2 separate regions of the Astyanax mexicanus genome follow, and region 1 is linked to region 2. Evidence: chromatin contacts called from public Hi-C data. All regions are on one chromosome and are shown on one strand. The core of a region is the stretch at or near the end of the contact, and the rest is flanking DNA. Distances in the headings are between cores, read along the strand shown. Region 1 holds the start of btbd6b (BTB (POZ) domain containing 6b). Region 2 has its middle 7.5 kb from the start of LOC103031412.

The links. Hi-C and Micro-C count contacts between places; a contact is called where the count stands out from the background.
Region 1: a Hi-C map of muscle shows a contact between it and region 2, with 6 times the contacts expected there. The contact joins the promoter of btbd6b here to the enhancer-like site in region 2. A contact is called at or near these places in 2 of 3 Hi-C or Micro-C datasets (both in muscle).

Annotation. Positions count from the first base shown.
Region 1 is chr1:69,538,920-69,543,860 of AstMex3_surface, forward strand. It overlaps btbd6b (BTB (POZ) domain containing 6b), which reads left to right and starts at 1,355. Exons shown (of 5, transcript XM_007230931.4): 1 at 1,355-1,652; 2 at 3,681-3,975; 3 at 4,066-4,156; 4 at 4,277-4,395; 5 at 4,531-4,941. The coding sequence starts at 3,770. All of the region lies in intron 6 of brf1b (BRF1 RNA polymerase III transcription initiation factor subunit b), which reads right to left.
Region 2 is chr1:69,289,987-69,294,937 of AstMex3_surface, forward strand. No RefSeq gene overlaps it. Among protein-coding and RNA genes, the nearest start is that of LOC103031412, 7.5 kb to the left of the region's middle. Within about 2 kb of position 3,170, the one cell type or tissue checked has an H3K27ac peak away from gene starts, as active enhancers do.

The sequences.
Region 1 (4,941 bases), core at 105-2,604, 250 kb after region 2:
CTGTCGAAGGCTGATTAAAAAAGTTGATGAATGAATGCAGGGAGGCAGGAGGGCCTCTAACAATTAGGGCTGTGAGGAATTTTAGCTGAACAGAAAGCAACAACACTCCAACTGAAGGTAAACAAACTCGAGTCTTTCTGGACCTTCAGTGTAAATATGCACCACCATGCAAAACTAAAATTTAAAGGCTTAGAATCAGCATTTGTTTAAAAACATAAACAGAAATGAAATCAATTTTGGTGCAGATACATACAGCATATTGACTGTTTGTATCAATGAAAGTCATTGATTTGTGTTATGATGCTGATATTCTTTGTGAGTGTTCTAGTAAGAATCATTATAAATAAAATAATTCTATTCCAGTCAAGTACTCTAGCAATAAGAATTTTATTCGGGTCTATTATTCCTTTTAAGAAAAAATTCCCGCCAAATATTTTAGTGAGAAGAATTATATTCTAGTTAAGAATTGTAGTGAGAAGAATTATAATTTGTGTAAGCAATTACTGCAACTAAATTTTTCCTGTGTCTTGCACACCAGCTTGGAGGCATTTTAGCCCATTCCTCTGTACATAATAGCTTCAACTTTAAGCTGTTTGGTCATTTCCTCACATTAACTTACTACAGGTCCTTCTGCAACATTTTGATTGCATTAAGATCAGGAATTTGACTTGGCCATTCCAAATCATATACTTTATTCTTCTTGAACCACTCTTTCGTAGAACGACTTGTGTGCTTAGGGTCATTGTCTTGCTGCATGACCCACCTTATGCATCTTATGCAACCCGGTGGAGGAGAACATGGCAAGATGCATGCAAACTCCAGCAAATATTGATTTCTGAACGCTTAAAATGTTATAGAAATGAACTTGTTTTCTTTGCATTATTTGAGGTCTGAAAGCTATGCATCTTGTTTTGTTAATTTAGCTATTTCTCACTTTCTGCAAATAGATGCTCTAAATGACCATGTTTTTATTTGGAATTTGGTAGAAATTATGTTTATAGTTTATAGATTACAAAAACAATGTTCATTTTACTCAAACATATATTATAAATAGCAAAATTAGAGAAACTGATTCAGAAACTGAAATGGTCTCTTAATACTTTCCAGAGTTGTGTGTCCCATTTCAGCACATACAGCACAGAGAAAGGGTATAACCAGATTTCTCCTGTTTCAGTTGTATCGTGTATATATATATAAATTAAATACAGGTTAAACTACTAGTTCCTCTGCAGGTGTGTGTGTGCAGTGTGTTAGAGTCAGCAGTGTTTACAGCACAGGGGGAGTAACTGGAGTGGAACAGTGTGTAGTGTGTTTGAGGACGCTGTAGTTGATGAGAAGAAGGGGTTTGCCTACGGGAGACTTTGGGCTGGCAAAATACGGTTGTCTAGGTTTGTATGATGCTTAAGCCTCTTAACCCAGTCCGTTATCCGTTGATAAACCCCTCCAAATGATCCATTTTGTAACGCCGGGGCCCTCTGTTGGAAAGCCGGGAGAACGAGCTGGAAGCAGGACGTAAGCCCAACCCCCCTCTCCCAGAGCAGGCTCGGGATTTAACATGGCTCCTGGCTGCGAGCGAACGAGCGTCCGCGGACCAGACCTGACTGTGTTTTTCCGCTGAGCGGGGCTCCCTCTTTTCCCCTCTTCACGAAAAGGTAACAAATTCAGAACCGCGCACGGCTGTAGGTACTTTCTGTGTCCGGGTGTTGACGGGCTGGGTGTAGTAGGGGGAAGCGCGGCGCTGCCTCGGCTGTGGAGCGGCTGGGGGAGGAGAACTCCTCCGTGCGGAGGGGCTCCTCGTATTAAAAAAACTAGTGCTGCTAGTTACTTCTGCTGCCGCTGTGTCGTAACAAGCCGGGGCTTCTCTTCTTTAAAAATAGCCTGGGCTTTTAGAGGATGTAGAGAAGCTGGAGCTGGTTTGGTAGTTTAGCAGCTGAGAGGACTTGCAGCTGCAGATGCTTGTAGTTAGTTTGCTACTGAAAACCTGATTTAAACAGTACCTAGGCTACTAGTAGTTAGTGTCGAGAAACTATGCGAAAAATAAACAAATGGTGGTTGAAATGTGAAGGTGGACTCTCTCCTGTTGCCTGTGCACAACACTTCTTCATTTGTGTTATGTTTGTGTGTGTTGTTGCATTCGTGTATGTGTGTGTATATGTGCTCCGGTGTTCCGTCGAGTTATGCTACCCATCGATACCTGCTTCCTAATGTCACTGCGCATGCGCTGACCTACACTTATTAATTATTTTTCGTGTTTTTTTTTTTTACAATAAACCTTTTTTTCCTGTTTTTTTGTGTGCACTAAACAACCTAAACGTATTGTCATGGCACAAAGGTGCAAATAAAAACTAATAATGATAATAAACAAATAAATGCAAAACATATAAAAAAATACAAAAATAGTTTGTGATGACCTCTCACTGCTATAACTGTACAATGATACACAGTGACTTCCACTGAGAACATGCTCTAATATGGTGCGTCTTTTGCATTTTTAAAGTATTTAAAAATATATACACTACGGTAGCCGGGACTGACAAGGTAGCACAACTCGACACAACACCGGCTCTTCTGTCAATGGCCAGTTTTAAAGTAGCCAGTTTAACTTCGCGAAACGGTCTCAGAAGCTCTGTATCTACAAAAATACGTTTTTTCGCCGAAATAGCAAAGATACAACACTGCTGTTTATGTTCCGCTATTTTTAACGTGCTTGTTTACGCGTTTTTAAACAGCCGCAGTGAATGTAATCTAGTGTATTTATCTCTAAATTTATTTATTTATTATTTTTTTCTTGTAGCTGCGATCGTGTCGGCGTAAATGCTGACGTGAACGTATACTGTCAATAGAGGCAGGTACTCCAGGTCCAGACAGTAAAAATCCACCCCAGGATTTTTGTTACAACTGCATGGGCTCTAGCTTAGCTGTAGCTCGTGCCTGCCAAGCAGTTAGAGTAAAATCCCGGGGTGGAGTTTTACTTTCTGGACCTGAATCATCCATATCTAATTTTCAACTCCAGCGCAAGGGTTAAATCTGCTGCTTCGGCTGTACGGGTATATTATGGCGAGAGTGGGCGGGCCTTTTCGCCGTGGGAGGAGCCTCGCGTCTACAGACGTGCGGCACGTCCGTTAGTCTGATTGGTCGGCGCGGGTATGGGCGTTTGCTTTGGCCGCACAAAACGAGCGTTTACAATACAGGAGCAGCAGCAGCAGTATAGAGAGAGATAGAGAGAGGTGATGCTGCTGGTGATGGTAAGCACAGATACAGATCACATGCCACTGCTCATTTACGCTCATCTAGGCTAGTCGTTTCTCGTCTGAGTCAGTCGTTTTTCTGGTTCTCTGGCGGTTTGCAGTGGATTTGGGACTCGAGGGGAGATGCTTTCTCCGTGATTGAGGATGCGATGAGAAAGAGGAAAAAGTACGGGCGTTGGAATAGTTCCGCTGGACGGACGCGTCTGTGTTGTTCCCTGTAGAGAGAGAGCAGCGTTATGTGATCGCGTAGGTCGTGAGCTCGTATTTGAAAACACGGGACCTGTCCGCTTAGAAGAGAGCGCCTCCCTCAGTGCACCTGCCGTTCTCTCAGATCTCCTACACACTGGTGGATTTATTTGCTGATGCCAACACCTCCAGATTGCCTGTATGGCCGGATCATGAAGTTTCTGACATTTTTCCTTCTGCTTCCAGAGACCCTAAAAAGGACTAGAAAGAGTGGGAAGGGACCCGGCAAGCTGCCAGCATGCTATGAGATTGTGACTTTGTCCTTGAAGAAGAAGATGGCTGCAGAACTGTACCCTGCTAGCATAAATACTAATCTGCCGAACAGCAACAGTCCAGCGGTTACTGCCACCAGTAAAAAGAACATTGTTCAGGTGACCCAAACAGTGACCACCCCGACGTCCACCACCACTCAGCAGAACATCAACAATAACAACGTCGAGACTGCCACCTGGCAGGCGACTCATCCGACACTGCGAGAAAGGTAAAGGCACATTTAGTCACTATGCTGTTCAAGAGCCTAGACTGCAATTACAGACATACTTCAAAGCTGCAATCTTTTTTTTTCTCCCAGGAATGCTTTGATGTTCAATAACGAACTAATGGCTGATGTTCATTTCATTGTGGGTCCCCCTGGCGAGTCCCAAAAAGTCCCAGCCCATAAGGTGAGTAAGTGAGTGCAGTGCAGTTTTTTAATCTGGAGTAGCCTGGGGGCTATTGTTTTAGTCACTGCACAAGACTAATTTTATCCTATGCTATGTTTTCTGTTCGGGTGTCTTTCACAGTATGTGTTGGCAGTGGGGAGTTCAGTGTTTGGTGCCATGTTTTACGGGGATCTTGCTGAAGGCGAATCTGAGATTCATATTCCTGACGTGGAGCCTGCTGCTTTTTTAATCCTATTAAAGTAAGTAAAAGGTTATGGTTAAAGGATTTTTTAACTATAATCCCCATGTAAATGCTCAATTTTTAATATTTTAATAGTACAGGTTTATTAAGAAAAAGCAATGTGCTGATGATATTCTCCTTATTTTCCTTCTAGATATCTGTACAGTGACGAGATTGAACTGGAGGCGGACACGGTGCTGGCCACTCTGTACGCCGCCAAAAAGTATATAGTGCCTGCCTTGGCCAAGGCCTGTGTCACCTTCCTGGAGACCAGCCTGGAGGCCAAGAACGCCTGTGTGCTGCTGTCCCAGAGTCGGCTCTTTGAAGAGCCTGAGCTCACTCAGCGTTGCTGGGAGGTTATCGATGCTCAGGCCGAGCTGGCTCTGCGTTCTGAAGGCTTCTGTGAAATTGACCTACAGACCTTGGAGATCATCCTGAAACGAGAGACTCTAAACACTCGTGAGGCTGTAGTGTTTCAGGCCGTCTTGGAATGGGCTGTGGCCGAATGCAAAAGGCAAGGACTGGGACCAACGGCTCGCAACAAGAGGGCCGTGCTGGGCAAAGC
Region 2 (4,951 bases), core at 1,920-4,419:
TAATAAGGCAATTTATGTGCATGTAATTTAATTTAATTAGTGTCTTATTTTATGGAAATTATTTTAAATTAATGCTCGTTCTTCAAGGATGCATAGCTCATGCTATATTCTTTGTATATGTGCTGACCTCATGGTGCTGTGACTGATTGTTGATGAAAAAGACATTGGGCCTTTTACATCTACCTGATAAATCACACCAAGTGCCAGTACAGAGGGCAGCAATGAGTGGAACACTGAATTAGAGCTATAATTAACAGCCTTCAGCAACCAATCAGGCCTCCTATGGAGTTCAGAGCGTCCAATCAGCCACCCTATTGCAGTCTGCTTGGCCAGTCAAGCTCCCCGCTGTGATCAAAACTGTCTTTGAAAGTCCAAAAGGAGCTCTGTGTGCTATTGCACCCTGCTCTCTTGCTAATGGCTGCAGACACAGACTGATTGCTGTATTAGGAAAGTAGCATTATACACCAGGATCTTTTGTCTTTAAGTTATATCAAATTGCCATTGTAAGGTTAGTTGAATGTATAAATTCATCCTTTCAACAGATAATTGAGGCAGAATTCATGCGAATAATTTAGCAGATTGCAGGTTTATGTTACAAAGGCCTTCTTCCCATATTTTTTTAACATTTGTTAGCCTGCATTTTTAACCAAACATTGTTTGATCACACACAGTAATGTTATGGCATTTCTTGTGTTTCTGAATTACAGTTTTTCTTTTTGATGCATATTTCAAATCTAAATTGAATTTCTTTAAACTATTAGTTGCACATCATCGAGTTACTTGTGAAAATGACAGAAACTATTTTTCATTCATTTTATACAAACAGCAAATGACTTGATCAATTAAATGATTTTTTACAACTGTTTGCCAAATTATCAATCACTTATGTTGTGTAGATCACAATGTACTATACTTCCCTCTGCAGAACTAGGTGTTAATTGGATGGATGGATGGATGGATGGATAGTGAATCATGACCTTTACTAATAAAGGGAAGTTTACGATACATTTTGGAACATTAATCATCAACTATCAATCATTCCTATATGGCAGAGGCTGGTCAAATGTTGCACCTGAATGTTGGGAGATCAATAATTCAAATGTTTCATAGAGAGAACAGGTGTGTAATCCTACAATACTGTGTACTGTATTACACTATACTTACAGTAACATTGTAACATTCCATATGGATAGATAGACTTGTAGAGATGCAGAGTGTAATTATACAAGACAACAGTGTTTTTTAAAACACCCAGTCAGTCATCATCTCAACCCTTGGCAAGGAGAAAAAAGAAACCCGATGAGAATGTACCGGTACTCCAAACCATCACTGATTGTAGAAACTTCACACTAGACCTCAAGCAGTTTGAACTGTGTTCCTCTCCACTCTTCCTTCAGACTCTGCTCCCTTGATTTACAAATGAAATGTAAAATTTACTGATGGTCAGTGATGGTTTGGAAAACCATTTCATCTGCTGGTGTTGCTCCACTGTGTTATATCAAGTCCAAAGTCAGCGCAGGGTTTTCCTGGAAAATCTTACAGCACTTAATGCTTTCCTCTGCTGACAACTTATATAGAGATGCAGATTTCATTTTCCAGCAGGCTTTGGCACACTGCCCACACTGCCAAAAGTACTAATTGGTCTTATATAATATTCTAATGATCCGAGATACTCACTTTTGGGTCTTCATTGGGTGTAAGCCATAATCATAATCAACATTAAAAAATAAATGCAGTATATGAGCTTCACATTTTAAACTGAATTACTGAAATAAAGTAACTTTTTAAAAATTATATTAGAATTTTCTGTGATGCACCTGTATCTTATTGAAAGTAAAATAAATGCATATTAAAGGTGGGGTTCTTACACTTTCTAAAATAAAGGCTTAATGATAAATTAGAACACAGTATTATCTTGGAGAAAATCAAAATGAACCAAATGTGTTAGAAGTATTGACATTTATTACACATGTAGAACTACAAATACTAGTGTTTACAATTTTTTTTTTAAATATCAACTCAAGCTCTTTACTAAAGTACAGTTGTAAAAGTACGGGTATAAAAGCAAATGTATTGGGAAATGGGACAATGGAAAAAATGCTATTAAGAAAAAATGTTTAGGCTGTGCCACATGAGCCTTTAGTGCACAACAATGGATTGAGTATTAACCAATAGGGTGTCAGAATGGTACATGTTTATCCTTCTCATCCAGTCACAATCAAATTTATTTGGATGAAGAGATTTATCTGAAAAGGGTTTTTAATAAAAAGCAGAAATGGAAATAAGTACATGTAAGGTGTAGAAACTGCAGATAACTGAGTGAAAATGTGTAAGTAAACATTTCGAAGGTAACAAAGTATTTGTACTTCATTACTTGACACCTCTGATATAAATATATAATAAACATCATTCTGGGGCATTTTTGGATAGTTGAATAGATGGATGGATGATACAAATTAATTAATTCTGTTTGTCAGGACACTGTTTTTAAGATAACTAATGACTGGGATGATTAAAGTAGACCTCATTCTTTGCTAAACCTCCTTAGTGGAGAAATGTGGAGTCTGATGTGGAGTCTGATGTACCAGAAGCTCATGGACAGAATAAAGGTTTCAGAGGTGAGAAGCGTGCCGTATTTGCTGCAGGCAAACAGGGCTGTGTTGATTGTGTGTAGCAGGGCAGTGTGGGAGATAAGTATACCGTGTGTGTGTGTGTGTGTGTGGGTGGCAAGGGGAACTGTTCCTGTCCGATGCTTATTTACACTCCACTCTGCAGTGCTGACAACGCAGTGAGGTGATTTTATTACACAAGCGTGCAATATGCTGCACTAAATCACATGGCAACAGTTCTGTTTCCCAATAAGAGTGTAAAGTTGAAAATGTTACTTACTGCAGTGAAATCAGACTTAATTAGCATATTTCTTGATTTTACCAAATTGAAAACCTCTGAAATATAATAAAGAGGAAGATGGATGATCACAAGCCATCAAAATCAAGCTGAACTGCTTGAATTTTTGCACCAGGAGTGACATAAAGTTATCCAAAAGGAGTGTGTAAGACTGGTGGAGGAGAACATGCCAAGATGCATGAAAACTGTGATTAACTCACTCACTCTTCGTCAACCGCTTTTTCCCTTAAGGGGCTGTGGGGTGGGGCTGTAGCCCATCCCAGTCGGCATTGGGCGGATGGCAGGATACACCCTGGACAGGCCGCCAATCCATCGCAGAACTGTGATTAAAAACCAGGATTATTACACCAAATATTGATTTCTTAACTCTTAAAACTTTAGGAATATGAACCTGTTTTATTTGCATTATTTGAGGTCTGAAAGCTCTACATCTTTTTGTTATTTCAGCCATTTTATATTATCTGCAAATAAATGCTCTAAATTACAATATTTTTATTTGGAATTTGGGAGAAATGTTGTCTGTAGTTTATAAAATAAAACAACAATGTTCATTTTACTCAAAGATAAGAGGTCTCTTAATTTTTCCAGAGCTGTATATACACTGCATGGACAAAAAAAGGTCACACAGTCTAATATTTCACTGGACTGCCCTTATCTTTGATTGTTGCACACGTTCACTGTTGCATTGTTTCAATAAGCTTCTGCAATCTCACAAGATTTATTTAAATCCAGTGTTGCATGAATTTTTCTCCAAGATCTTGCAGCAAGATCCAAGATCTTGATGGTACAGTCTGACCACTGCACAAAGTCTTCTCCAGCACATCCCAAAAATTCTCAGTGAGGTTAAGATCTGGACTCTGTGGTGAACAATCCACTTTATTCTTTAAGCACATACTGTTGCTAAACCTATACCTGACCCAGACCTGTTTTTGATACATTTAAAACATTTATTTGGTGGGGTGCTTCACGTATCAGAGGTTAAGAACCCCTGATTTATCAGAATGACCACCAGGTGTCCTGCAGAAAGTGACTCCATTCAGTCATCTGACTTAAAGTGAAAGTGTGCTACTGTTCCCACATGAACGCAGTCAGTACGAAAAATATTCTGAGCACGGCTTTAAGTTCTAACAGCCCAGCAGGAGGAAAATAGGTTGCTTTCCTCCACCTGCCAGGTAAGTAAGTTTTGCTGCAGTAAAATAGAGGCACCTGGTTTGAAAGTAGAAGGAAGGAGACAGAGATTTAGATCCATGCAGACAACACACTTTATTCCTCACACAAACACATGTCTCTGAATAAAAATAAGGTAAACCTAAACAAGTCATCAAAAGCCAGTTGAGAACACAGTAGGATGGTATACTCAGAGCATGTGAAGAAAGGAGCAGTCTCACTTCACCAGTGTGTACACACACACAGTGCAGGCTACGGGAGGTGTAGTGTGTCAGGAGTGTGTGTCACGATCAGCGCAGCTCCTCAAAGGCTTCACAGGAACTTTTTTCATCTCCTGTACAGATAAAAGATCATTCAGACACATTGCTCAGTGATAGCAGTAACATCTTGCACCATTATCTGTGACTACATTTGCCCTTCAATTTACTCAGCTTCATCTCCACTCCACCCAATTCAATTTCTCATACATTGACTTGTTTACTCTAGCTCAGCCCTCAGGGTGAACCTGCTAATATGTGACGTATAACCGCTTTCAAAACGAAGTCATTAAGGTGACAAATTAGCAGTGTGGCTGCTATCATTAACCTCATTAAGTCTTTCAGGATGATTACCTTGACCAGCTCGCCTGTCTGACTCTCAGGCACAGGTAAGATTTTACTGAAGCTAAACACAAAGAGTTTGCTGAGTGTCTGCCCTGCACCGTCCTCCTCCAACACAGAGAAGTCAAATTTATATGTACACAATATCATATTCTGAATGTAATCAATCATTCAAGACATGGTTACATTGCTTTAGTTTAGCACAGGCTATAAGAGGCTAATCCAGATCATTGAATAGATGTTAAATTTTAAAACGCTGAAGTGTCAACATTAACTTT